Linked DNA regions of Sus scrofa: all the other regions are linked to region 3. The links are chromatin contacts, called in public Hi-C and HiChIP or PLAC-seq maps. All regions are on one chromosome and are shown on one strand. The core of a region is the stretch at or near the end of the contact, and the rest is flanking DNA. Distances in the headings are between cores, read along the strand shown. Region 1 holds the start of ST3GAL4 (ST3 beta-galactoside alpha-2,3-sialyltransferase 4). Region 2 overlaps KIRREL3 (kin of IRRE-like protein 3). Region 3 holds the start of DCPS (decapping enzyme, scavenger).

Region 1 (4,087 bases), core at 679-3,178, 75 kb before region 3:
CCTCTGCCCGCTCCGGCAGCCAGATGCCCAGGCTCAGCTGGCATACCTGCCTCCCCTGGAGACACGAAGGCTCGCTGGGAGGTGCTGGACCACGACTGTTTCACACTCGTGCAGGAAGGAGTGTCTCCTTACCTCTGGATGCTCTCTGGAATGGAATAGCTGGTGATGGCCAGCACCCGGAGAAGCAGGTCTTCTACGAAAGAACCCGATCGGAAGGGCTGATGACAACAGCTAGCTCTTCAAAGGCTGCCGACTCTCCCTACCCCAGCCCCTGCGTCTGAGCCTGGCTGAGTGCCTGGGCACCGGGATTGAGGACGGCCAGGAACAGGAAGCAGTGTGGCCAAGATGAGCCCACTGTTGCCTCCCACCAGGCGGGTACTTACCACTCCCCTTGGTCCCGTAGGGCAGCTCGTAAGCAGATGGCGTCTTGACCCAGAAGTAATCCTTAAGTTGCAGGAAGATGGGCTGTTCTTGGGAGTAGCTGCACCGAGGTGAAGGCAGGGTAGGGGTGAGAAAGGGATTAACCTTGATGCCAGAAACAGGCTCAGACCACTGACTAATACTCTGTACACACATCCAAGGCCTCCCGATCCCTCATGGGCTTCACCTGACCCCCATCCACCAGCACAGTTCCCTCTGTCTAGCCAGCATGCAGCTCCCCCCTCCCTCACGCCATCCTCACACACTTACTTGCCAAAGAGCTTGGAGACCTTCCTCTCCGCCTCCCCCTGGAGGCATGGCTCCTTCTTCTCTAGGATGGGAAAATAAAAACTGGAGACAGAAAAGGAGAGGAGGCAGGCGCTCCAGTCAGACCTCCCTGGCCAGAGGGCCAGCATCCCAGGCAGCCCCCACCTCCACCCAGGACGTGGAGGTCCCAGGGCCCTGGAGAGCCACTCTGAAACCAAAACCACTGCGAATCCAGCTCTTCTTTCCCCTGAACACCGGGGTGAGGGGCCTAGGGAGGCATCCCAGAGCCTACCCCCCAAACCCACCAACAACCCTCACGGAAGGACTGTATGCTAGTCATGTAAGGAAGAGGTCAGGCCCTCTGCCCCACCCACCAGGTCCCCGCCCAAAGATGCTCCATCCCTGAGCCCCGTTCCCAAGAACCCCGCTGAAGGACTCACAGCTCAATGTATCTGTCTTCTCGGGAGATGGAGTACCATACCATGACCACCAGGACGAAAGCCAACATGGCTAGGAGCTTCCAGCCTGCAGGGCACATGCACAGAAGAGCTGGAGTCAGAAACAGGCAGGTACAGCCCCAGGCCACCTTCTCCTCCTCCTACCTCCAGGCCCTGCAGCCCCAACTCAAAGCAGGCCCTCTCGGAGTTCCCATCCTGGTGCAGCGGAAACGAATCTGATTAGGAACCGTGAGGTTGCGGGTTTGATCCTTAGCCTCACTCAGTGGGTTAAAGTTCCGGCATTGCCATGAGCTGTGGTGTAGGTTGCAGACGAGGCTCGGATTCCGCTTTGCTGTGGCTGTGACGTAAGCTGACGGCTGTAGCTCTGATTAGACCCCTAGCCTGGGAACCTCCATATGCCTTGGGTGTGGTCCTAAAAGGCATTTAAAAAAAAAAGAAGAAGCAGGCCCTCGCCTGGCCTCATTGCTCCAGCCTGGGGCTTGGACCTGGGTGTTTCTGCTGTCCTTTGGGATGAAGAGGGGAACCCCAGCTCCCTGCCTGTCCCTCCACAACCCAGAGGGGGTCCCAGGATGGCTGTCTCTGAGGGGCACATCCCTCAGGGTGGGGGAGGGCTTGGAGAACACTCACGGCACTTGCTGATCATGTTTCTCAAGTAGCAGGGTTCCTGGGGAGAGCTGTCATCCCGGCTGCCTCGGGCCACCTAGGAGGTTGGAGTCATAGGTGCCTGGTCAGCTCCACACACACTCTCCCCAGACACTGCAGCAGGGCACACCCACAGCCTGCCTCTTCTGGCCCCCAGGAAGCACAAAGCTGCTCCCCAGGGCGACCATTGGGAGAGCGGCTCTCAACACCCCAGACATCCCCCTCGCTCCTCTGAGGCAGGGGTCCAGGTGGGTCCCACATCCCAGAAAAGGGAAACCAAGTCCCACCCCTCATGGATTCGGTCCCATGCCAGACCAGCCTCCTCCAGCTTCCCCTCCCTGTCCTCTCCCTCGTTCTGACCTAAGAAGGGCCAGCTCTGGGAGACAGACACATCTCCGCCCATTTTCTCCATGGACGTTCAGCTAGCTGTCTAAAAGGGTGATTCACACTGGACAAACTGCAGTTAACTGTTCTCTCCTATCCAAGGCCTTCCCTAGGTTCTGGCAGCCGCCCAGCTCTCTATCATCAACCTCTCACGACTCCACCCATATAGGTCTGCTCAGGCCAGACTCCAGGGCCAGGGTGGGACCCAGATGCTCCATGAGGCCTCCTCCAGCCCTTGTAGACTCTGGCTGCATGCAAATAGTGTCCAAGCCCTCACGCCCAGGTGCATGGGGGAAACTCACTGTGGGCAGGCTGTTTGGATGGGAGCAGGGGAATGGGGAAGGTCTGATGGGTCAAAAAGAGGAGAGGTCAGCCTTGGGACCTACATGCCCTGAGTGGTGGCAGGGGCTGCCTGGGATGTTGGCCCCCGGAAGCTCTGACTGGAGCTCCTTCCACCTCCTCTCCTTTTCTGTCTCCAGTTTTTACTTCCCCATCCTAGACAAGGAGCCAGACCTCCAGGGGGAGATGGAGAGGATGCACAAAACCCCCCTAGTAAGGACAGGGCTGTGGGAGGGGAGGAGCTGCTACAGGCACAGAAACAGAGAGGTCCCCACGATCACAAATCCAGCCAAGGGCCATGTGTCTCAGTCACCCAGGGAGAAATTTCTGCAGCTCCCAAGGCCACACAAAGAGGCACAAGACAGCGCCAGTTTCTTCTATCCCTTCCCAGTTCCCCAGTGATCTGGATCGTAGGAATCCCTTGAGCACGGACTAAAAATACAGGTTGCAGGGCCCTGGCCTGTGATTGCTTCAGCCAGCCAGGGGGGAGACCTGGGCCGGGTATTTTCGCAAGCAGCCCACGTGACTCTTTTGATGGCTCAGAAAACAGAAGGAAGCACTAGGGTTTGTGCTCGCTTGGGGATAAATGAAACATCTCAAATTATTTTTCCAGGGTGGGAACCACATCTGGACAATGTCCAGCTTCTGTTACAGATCAGAAATAGATTAGCCTGAATCCTGTCCCATTACAGAGTCAACACTCTGCTCCCAGGGGCCTTCCCCAGGCTCCACCCTGAGTCACAAACACCCACGGATGAAAGTCTTGAGGGGACGAGAAAGCCAGGTTGGGGGAGGGTAGAGGGCTGGGGACTGGAGTGAGATCTTCTCAGCAGGGCCAGGAGACTCATCTCTGAATCCCAGGGTGGGTGGAGGATGGCCCTGGCCAGTAAAGAAACGTTCCAGATTTGTCACCAGAAGACCTGGATGAAAGTCAAGACCTATCACCCAGAGTGGGCCACCTTCCTGACCTCCCCTCGGCAACAGCCACATCATTCCCCTCCACGGGATCCTGATCTCTAACGAGCACAGCTACTTACTCACTTGCTTTCTGTCTCCCCCACTGAACATAAGGGGAGGAATCAGGTCTTCCTTATTCCCAGCTGTAGCCCCAGCACCCAGCGCACTGCCTGACACCACAGCCAGTGTTCGGCAAGTACTGACTGAAAGGCATGTTGGGGTGTCTCGAGAAAGTCATTTTCCCCTTTCTGACTGTCAGTTCCTTTGGGCGGTAAAACTGGGAAGTTGGCCTAAGAAATGCTTATGACTCAAAACGATGTATCGCATCAGCAGCCCGGGCCTCACCAGGGACATTCTTAGAAATGTGGCCTCTTAGCATCCCCCACCCCAGATGCACAAATTAGAACCTGCATTTGAATACCATCCCCCGATGATTCACATGCACCCTCAAGCTTAAAGCACTTGTTCTTGACCTTGGCTGAAGAGGAGAATTGCAGCATCTGGGTCCCGTACCTGAGAATTCTGACTTAGCTGGTCTGGCCCGGCGCTGGAATGTGTTCAAGCACCCTGGGCAATTCCAACCGAACCAAGGCTGAGAACCACTGGTCCAGATAATGGCG
Region 2 (4,557 bases), core at 687-3,186, 100 kb before region 3:
CAGGGCGCTACACGGTGGAGACAGTCAGCACCGAGGAGGGTGTCATCTCCACGCTGACCATCAGCAACATCGTGCGAGCGGACTTCCAGACCATCTACAACTGCACCGCCTGGAACAGCTTCGGCTCCGACACGGAGATCATCCGACTCAAAGAGCAAGGTGGGGCTACCAGAACCGCCAGGGATGCGGACCATGGCCTCTCCTGGCCAAAGGCCGGGCCCCAGGCAAGGCCCTCCAGGGTCCTGAGGGGACAGAGCGTGCCTACGTGTACAGGCAGGCGGGGGACATGGGGGGAGGCGGTGGCGGCGGCGTGGGGGGGGGGCGGGGGGGGAAAGATGCTTCCTCACCTGCCATGAAGCCTCCGGCGGTCGGCAAGAGCATCTGCCCTTGGCCAGACCAGGAAGCTGCTCGGGTGGTGGTGCCTCAGGCAACCACAGAGGAAGCCCAGCTAATGGCCAGGATGAGTCACCCCACGTTCCCCAGGGCCCTTCGGGGGTATCCCACGGGGTGCATGCACCAGAATGGGTGTCTTGGGGAACCTGGCCCAGCCCTTTAGGACAAGTCAGTTCAGTTGCCCCAAACCCAAGGGTGCCCATGCTAAGCATAGGGCTGTCCAATCCCTGCCCGGTGTGTGTGTTGGGGGACGGTGGAGATGCTGTTTCCCCGGGACACAGGAGATGCATGGACCCCTGTGCTCCGAGGGAGATGCCAGCCAGAAGGGCAGCACTGGACAAAAGGGCTCAGAGCTGCTGGGCTGTTGCGGTGGGGGGAGTGGAGGGGGAGGCTAGGGGGCAGGGAGGCTCACCCCTCTGTGACTCCATGTGAGACTGCCCAGTGCCTAGAAAGGAAGATGCTGAGGACTAGTCTCTGCTCCAAGGTCTCAGCCTCAGAAAAGCACAGCGGCACGGTTCGACAAATATCCATCCGCACGCTGGGTCCTGAGACAGGATGCAGATGAAGTTAGTCCAGGGCAGACCGGACGGTCCAGGGGGCCTTGGCCCTGGCAGTCTCTGACTCCCTCCAAGATGAAGGCCCACCCACAGGCCGACAGGCCCTGGAAGAGATTCTGGGCCAAGCAGATGGTCTCAACTGGGCCCCTGGGGCCTCAGTGCTACCCTGGGGGTCACCCATCGCTACCCAACACCTCTTCCCTGATAGGTGCTGCTTTGCATAATGCTTTGCACATAATTTGCATATCATCCACACATCATCCCAACCCTCACGGCCCCCTGTTGCTTACCCTCCGTGTCTTCCCCTCAGCTCCCCGACTCCTCTGCCTTCCCGTTAGTGTTCTCACCCCCGCCTCCACCTCTCTCTCTGGTCCCACCCCTCTGGATGGAGTCCCCAAGTCAGCCTGAACGAACTCCACGTTCAGTTCGGCTAGCCTGGATCTGAGGGGTGTCCCGGACTCGCGATGCAGGAGAGGGTCCCCAACATCAGACCCTCCAGGTGGCCGACCCCCAAGTCCCACCCCGCCCCGGCCAGCCAGGCCCTGGCTGTGGACGCTTGCTTTATTTCCAAACAGGTTCGGAAATGAAGTCGGGAGCCGGGCTGGAAGCAGGTACGAAGGAGACATGAGAACTCCCTGGGATGGGGGAAGGGACCGCTGGGCTAGTGGGGGAGGGAGCCCGCAGTGGGGGGAGGGAGGCCGGTGCAGGCCACTAACTTCTCTGCCCTCCCCCCATCTTGAGGGTGTAGCGCAGTCAGAGCAGCAGGGGGAGGGTCCCCAGGCAGCATGGGTCTAGGGACCCCAGAGACCTGTCTCCTCTGTCGCTGCCCAGGACACCAGCTCTTGCTCCTCCCCCTCTTCCCTCCCACCCCTCCCCTTCTGAAGTCCTGGCTCCGCCCCCTGGAGTCAGCTCGCCCGCCTGACTCCTCTGGCCTCTCGACATCACCACCGCTTGGCCATCGCTTCCGGGGACACCAGGGCCCCCCAGCCCTGCTGTGGCCTGCATAATCCATGCTAACCCCACGCTTTCCGCTGGCTGACTCCTTCCCCACTCCTGTGTTCCTCACAGAATTGTCATCTCGCTACTAGGCTGAGGCCACTGGGCAGGCACCCGGTAGCCGAGGGGACACTGGGCTCCCTGGGTTGAGTTGTTCTTAGGACTCCGCAGGAGACGACCGCCCCCACCGTCCAGGCAGAAACCCAGAACAGAGAATCAGGACATGGCAAGCCAGACCCCACAGGGTTGACAAAGGCCGTGCGGAAGGTGTGGCGTCCTTTGCCCTAGTTCTCGCACCCCACTGGCCCAGAAGGTGCTAGGGGTGGTCAGTTCTGTCAGCAAGCTCTGGATGGGCCCCACAGGCAGACGGCTCCTTTAAGAGCACCAGTTCCGGCCGGGGAAGCTCCCAGAGGCCACACTGTATCAACTCCTGCTGCATTCTCCCTGCCACCTCTCAGGGCCCCTCCTGGCACTGAGCTGGTATTGCTCTCTCTCTGCATCTCTCCTGCGTCTGTACACTCATCTGAGCTCCCTGACACCTTCCTTGGTGGCTGAGATGCCTCGTGCCCAGCCCACCTCCTCAGATGGAAGGGAGGCTGAGCCAAAGTGTGGCCCCTCCATCCAGTCCCTCTCCAAGAACATCTAAGGGGAGCTCTGTCCTGAGAGGGGCAGCCTGCACAGGTGACCCAGGCAGGGAGGGAACACACACAGGTAGGCTGCAGAGGGAATGGCACCCTTGGGTCCCCCACCCCCACGGGACCCTCTTCCCCTGCCCCCATCCATCCACTCAGGACAGTTCTCCAGATAAGACGGCACCCCCACCCCCACCCCAGCTGTTAACCACTTGAGGAAATGTGGCCTCACAGAACACGAGAGTCAGAGAGCACTTTAGATACCGCTTACCTGGTTCTCTGGTTTCACAAGTAAGGCACTGAGGGCCGGAGATGTCAAGGAACTTTCCACCGTCATCCTTTGGCTCTGAGCTCAGCAGAGACAAGACCCGAGTTTTTCTAAGGAGACTGCCTAGGCGATTAGGAGAAACTAAATCCAACCCAAATTAATAAAATTTAGGAGTTCCCGTTGTAGCTCAGTGGGTTAAGAATCCAGCTAGTATCCATGAGGGTGCGGGTTCGATCCCTGGCCTTGCTCAGTATGGGTTAAAGATCCTGCATTGCCGTGAACTACAGCATAGGTCGCAGATGTGACTCCAATTGGACCCCTAGCCGGAACGTCCATATGCCACGGGCGCGGCCCTAAAAAGCCCAAAAATAAAATCAAAAAATGAAAAATTTTTAATTTAAAATTTTTTTAATTAAAAGAATAAAATCAGTGAATGCCCAAAGCAGTTTTCCTTTTGTAATAACATTAAAACCTGGAGAGAGGAGTGCCTAGGTGGCCTAGCAGTTAAGGACTTGGCATGGTCACTGCTGTGGCACGGGTTTGATCCCTGGACCAGGAACTTCACATGCTGCAGGAGTGGCCAAAAAAAAAAACAAAAAACAAAAAAAAACCCTGGAGACAGAATCATCTCACTGTCAGAGCAAGCTCACAGGGCTGGCTGAGCTCAAGGCCATTGTCTCATTCCTAACAATTGAGATCAGCCCAAAGGCCTCCCATTTTCAGTCCCTGAGTGTTTGCCACACCCACCTCCTCCCCATCACATCCCCTGCCACTTCTACCCAGGTCTCAGCCACCAGTAGGCTGGTGCTGAATGGGCCAGTGTGCAAGTTCCAGGCTGGAAGGAAGTCCCAGCATGGTGGTCAACCTGCCAACCATTGGGCACCCGCTCCTTCTGGAAGAGGAACCCACCCCCCTTCCCAGCAGCATCTCCAGGGGCTGGTCTGTGGGATTCTTCCTCTCTTTAAAGAAAAGAGCAGGGAGTTCCCTTTGTGGCTCAGTGGTTAGCGAATCCGACTAGGAACCATGAGGTTGTGGGTTTGATCCCCGGCCTCGCTCAGTGGGTTAAGGATCCGGCGTTGCTGTGAGCTGTCGAAGACTCGGCTCAGATTCCAAGTTACTGTGACTCTGGCGTAGGCCAGCGGCTACAGCTCCAATTAGACCCCTAGCCTGGGAACCGCCATATGCAGCGGGTGCAGCCCTAGAAAATACAAAAAGACAAAGAAAAGAAAAAGAAAGAAAAAAAGAAAAGAGCAGTGAAACACGAGAGGCTAACCTCCAGCCCAAGACAGATACCTGGAGTCCCCAGTCATCCACACTGGGAATATGGGATCAGGGAGGAAGCTGAGTCTCTAAAAGGGACTTTCCTCTCCTGGCATCTATGGGGTCCTCCTTCCCACATAGAAGCCAGAGCAAAGGCTCAGATGAGCCTAAATGCCAGGCTCGGTGCCAGCCCCTTGGAGGCAGGTGCTATAATCATCCCATTCAACAGAAAAGGAAAGAGAGGTAAAGTACGGTGCTCAGAAGGGATGGCATCTGGGCCCTACAGAGGAGGTGAGATTTGGAGAATGTCATATGATACAGGATTGCGGGGGAGGGAGGAACCTGGATTTGAGCTGGCTCTACTGCAGCTGTGTATCCTTCACCAAGTCACTTGACTTCTCTGGACCTCAGGATTTCCATCTACAAATGGGAAGCATGGACGCCAGGAGCC
Region 3 (4,285 bases), core at 902-3,401:
TGGAGGGAAGAGGTGATAGGTGCTGTAGATATCATTGGAGAACTGCAGCTGGAGTTCAGGGCTGCCCATCAGGAGCTGGGCCACCTGGTCCACCTGAAATGGCGTCTTCTCCAGGATCACAATGGCATCTTCTCCATCTCCATCCCCAGAAGCCTCATTCACCTATGGGCAGAGACACCATCAGTGGGCCCTGGGGTAGAACCATAGTTGAAACCTGGACAGCAAAAGTAAAAGCTCTCAGGGCCTTAGCAATCTCAATACTTTGGATTTCCTTCTCTGCAGTCTTCCCTCTAAGAAAGCCTAGCCAAAGGCACCCATGTTTCTTTTCCTGGAGAAGGCATCTCATCAACCCAGATCCTTGCCACAGCTCTTTAAGAGATGCAAGACTTCTCAACTGTCTTCTCTTTTGGGCTCACAAGGCCTCTGTCAAATTCTCCTCATTTTGGAGTTCCTGTCGTGGCTCAGCGGTAACGAACCTGACTAGTACCCATGAAGACATGGGTTCAATCCCTGGCTTCACTCAGTGGGTTAAGGATTCGGCATTGCCATGAGCTAAGGTGTACGTCACAGCCTTGGCTCCAATCTGGCGTTGCTGTGGCTGTGGCGTAAGCCAGCAGCTACAGCTCTGACTGGACTCCTAGCCTGGGAACTTCTATGTGCCTCGGGTGCAGCCCTAAAAAAAGAAAAAAAAAAAAAAAGACACCCCCCCAAAAAAATTCTCCCCATTTTACAGCTGAAGAAAATGAGGTCTAGAGAAGTTTAAGTGACTTGCCCAAATGGTGAAATAGAAATTAGACTTTAAGTATCCCAACTAGCTTCGAGCTCAAAGGTTCCCATGGCTAAAATCTTCAGCAGGTGCTGCAGACTGAAGGTAAGTTGGGCTGAGACAGACAGAACCTTGTAAAACACAAGAGACACAGAAAGAGGCATGGAAGCCTGGCCCAGGGTCTCCCTGCCCCCATCCTCCCAAAAGTGAGAGCGCCTGCCAGGACTTCTGGGGAACCCTTGGACTGCCTCTTTACTAGCTCTTGGGTCAGTATCCAGTCTCTCCTCAGTCCCTGCTGGAGAGCTGAGCACGTGATATTAGAGCTAGCTGTGCCTGTCTGCTTAAGGATGCTCTGCACTCCTGAAGATCAAGGATGGGAACTTTCAGCTCTATGTTGCACCCAGTTCAGTGCTGGCCCGTCTGTGCATGAAACGTGGAATTGAATCAAGAATGGGAACTTTCAGCTCTATGTTGCACCCAGTTCAGTGCTGGCCTGTCTGTGCATGATATGTGGAATTGAATCACCAATTCAACAAACTGTTTCCCCGCTCCCAGGAGCGGGAGTCCTGTATATAGCAGAGATCATACTTCCTACAGTGCCTATGTTATTGCCTGGGGCCTGGATGACCAAGACTGCCCAGAAACATACTGGATTCCTAGCACCTTACAGGGTTTTTGTGTGTTTTGTTGGGGCCCGTTTGTTTGTTTGTTTGCCCTCACCCAAGGCACGTGGAGTTCTGGGCCAGGGATGGAACCTGCGCCACAACAGCGATCCAAGCCCCATCAGTGAAACCTCCAGATCCTTAACCAGCTGTGCCACAAGAGAACTAGCACGTTACAGGTTTAATAAATGAATGGTGAAAGCTTGGGGAATTTAACATGCGACTTTTTAATCGACAATAAATACACTCCGCAAGTGTTAGGTTCTTATTTTAGTACAAGAGGAGGAATTAGGGAAATTAGCCCCACGCGTGTTAATTCCCTTAATTTCACAAGTATCCTTGTTTCCTCCACGAACCAAACCCCTGCCCAGGCATTTTGGCGCACTTGGCCTCCTTCCCACCCGGGGCAATGCGATTAGTATTTTCCAAAGAATCTCAAAAAAAAAAAAAAAAAATCCGCCTCCGAGGCGACGATTGGGTCACTCCTTCCCGCATCCCCACCCCAACGCTGCTTAATGGTACCTTTCCGTGCAGGAAAATGATTTTGTCCCGCGCAGACTCCCTTAGCACTTTTTTCACTCTAAAGCCGGAGAAAGGTAAGCGGACAGGAGCAGAGGTACCATTCCCAACCCTTGCTTCCTTCTCCTCTGTGCTGGGTGCCTCCGCCTCCTCCGGGTCTCGTTCGCGCTTTCTCTTGCTGGGTTGAGGAGCGGTGTCCGCCATATTGCCGGGGGAGAGTGTGCGCCTGCGCCAACCCGGCCGCGGCCCCGCCCCTCTGCCGCCTCACCCCACCTCCGCGGAGGGCGGTGACTACAACTCCCGACGTGCTCCGCGCCGGAGTCAGCCGATCTCCTGGCTGTAGGAAACCTAGGGCCGCTGTTTTTTGGGACTCGTCTAGAGTGAGCATCTTAATTCGAGTTTCCCGCCTTTGGTCTCCTCGTGCTAGCCAACCCGGGCGGAGGCTGGTCCTGAGGGAAAAGAGAAGGTGACAGCAAGGCTAGAGAGGCTGCAGGGGAGAGGGTAGCCCAGCCACCCCACCCCACCCCTACTCCCCCGAGTCCGAGCTGCAAGACGCCCTTTGGACTCTGCGCTGACACTTGGGTTGAATACAGCTTTTTAATCAGAGTTATGCCAACATTGATTAGAGTGGAAGGGATGTTTCTGAAGCAAATCTGTTGAGCCAATCTCTTTCTTAGTCAATTGATTGAACATAGAGAACGCTTAAAACCCTATCCATTTTTCACCCGTTTCCATTTTACAAAAGTCCTCTTTGTGTTGTCCTTTTCTTTGTAAATCCCAGTATTTTTTGCTGAGAAGAATGGTAAGTGAACAGGGCCAGAAGTACATTTCCATTGCCTGCCTCTTTGCTTCTGCTTCCTGTCCATTAGATGATCAGGTACCCTGCCACCTTCTCGTTCACCTTGCCTTTAAAAACACTTCCCTGAAAGCCATCAAGAAGTTCAGGTCTTTTAAGGATGAGCTGCCAGGTTTTCCTTGCTTGGTCTCACTCATTGCCTGCCTCTTTGCTTCTGCCCCACTGTATCCATGTTACAGAACCAAAGTTGGGTCTCCTTGGGCAACTTACTGCAATCTATCCACACTGGGTTGTGATGAGGGAAAGTACAGCGTTTATTGCAGTCTTTGGGGTTTCTTTGCGTTTTAGGGTCGCACCCGCTGCATGTGGAGGCTAGGGGTCCAATCGGAACTATAGCACAGCCACAGCAATGCAGGATCCGAGCTGCGTCTGTGACCTACACCACAGCTCATGGCAACGCTGGATTCTCAACACACTGAGCGAGGCCAGGGATGGAACCCACAACCTCGTAGTTCCTAGTCGGATTCGTTTCCGCTTTTCCACAACGGAAACTCCCAATTGCAAGGTTCTTAAAGTGAGACCAAGCAAGGAAAACTGGCAGCTCATGCTCAAAAGACCTGAACTTCTTGATGGCTTTCAGGGAGGTGTTTTTAAAGGCAAGGTGAAGGAAAAGGTGGCAGGGTACCTGATCATCTAATGGACATTCTTCTGGTTGATAGATGGTATTTCTGGGGTCAGTATCAACCTCTGATTCCAACCAGTCTGGGGTCTACAAGGTTGTGATCAGTATGTAGTTTGCAGTTAACTTCTACCTAGTGGGGATTTCATTATCTGCGAAATAATTCAAGGATATGGCTCAGGGTTTTATTTTATTTATTAAAAAAAAAAATTTTTGGGGGGGCTGCACCCACGGCATATAGAGGTTCCCAGGCTAGTAGTCCAGTCAGAGCTACAGCTGCTGGCCTATGCCACAGCCACAGCAACACCAGGTCAGAGCCGCATCTGGAACCTACGTTGCAGCTTGTGGCAATGGCAGATCTTCGACTGAATAAGGCCAGGGATCAAACACACATCATCATGGAGACTATGTCGGGTTCTTAACCTGCTAAGCCACAATGGGAACCCCTCTTTTCTTTAAAAATTTTTTTTGCCGTATAAAATATTTACTTATGATTTCCCTGCAACTCTTGGTGCTTGAGCATGCCTTCCTGAGAAGTGAGTGCACCTCTGCTGATACTTGCCAACTGAAAAAAACACACAGCCTACAAGTTGCATGTTATACTTTATTCAGAGAATCTACTGAGGACTGTAGCCTGGAAAACAGTCTCTGATGGCTCTGAGGAGCTGTTCCAAAGAGGTAAGAGAGGAGCCAGGATATATAGGAGGTTTTGTTAGAAAAAAAAAAATGTAGTTGAGCATCCAAAGATTACTGCTAATCATGAAAAACAGACATTTCAGGTTAAGGATTTTAGTGCCTCTCTATACATGGGAAGATGCAAGAGTCTGAGGTCATTGAAATTATTTCTTAGTTATGCACCTTAA

Evidence for each region. Hi-C and Micro-C count contacts between places; a contact is called where the count stands out from the background. HiChIP or PLAC-seq counts read pairs in DNA pulled down with a chosen protein or histone mark.
Region 1: a contact with region 3 is called in an H3K27ac HiChIP or PLAC-seq map of alveolar macrophages. The contact joins the promoter of ST3GAL4 here to the promoter of DCPS in region 3. A contact is called at or near these places in 17 of 47 Hi-C or Micro-C datasets (alveolar macrophages, blood, brain and 8 more) and 2 of 2 datasets of contacts at active chromatin or transcription factors (alveolar macrophages and skeletal muscle).
Region 2: a contact with region 3 is called in a Hi-C map of fetal liver, with 1.8 times the contacts expected there. The contact joins the enhancer-like site here to the promoter of DCPS in region 3. A contact is called at or near these places in 1 of 5 promoter capture datasets (liver), 14 of 47 Hi-C or Micro-C datasets (blood, embryonic fibroblasts, fetal heart ventricle and 7 more) and 1 of 2 datasets of contacts at active chromatin or transcription factors (skeletal muscle).

The regions. Positions count from the first base shown.
Region 1 is chr9:53,473,550-53,477,636 of Sscrofa11.1, reverse strand. ST3GAL4 (ST3 beta-galactoside alpha-2,3-sialyltransferase 4) reads right to left here and starts at 1,928. Exons shown (of 10, transcript NM_213757.1): 1 at 1,773-1,928; 2 at 1,128-1,212; 3 at 691-771; 4 at 384-481; 5 at 133-193. The coding sequence starts at 1,788.
Region 2 is chr9:53,502,395-53,506,951 of Sscrofa11.1, reverse strand. KIRREL3 (kin of IRRE-like protein 3) reads left to right here. Exons shown (of 17, transcript XM_021063119.1): 13 at 1-159. Among named protein-coding and RNA genes, the nearest start is that of ST3GAL4, 29 kb to the right of the region's middle. Within about 2 kb of position 1,936, at least 12 of the 83 cell types and tissues checked have an H3K27ac peak or open chromatin away from gene starts, as enhancers often do. A contact at or near this core is called in fetal liver and retroperitoneal adipose tissue, where this site is marked.
Region 3 is chr9:53,398,653-53,402,937 of Sscrofa11.1, reverse strand. DCPS (decapping enzyme, scavenger) reads right to left here and starts at 2,151. Exons shown (of 6, transcript NM_213790.1): 1 at 1,951-2,151; 2 at 1-162. The coding sequence starts at 2,151.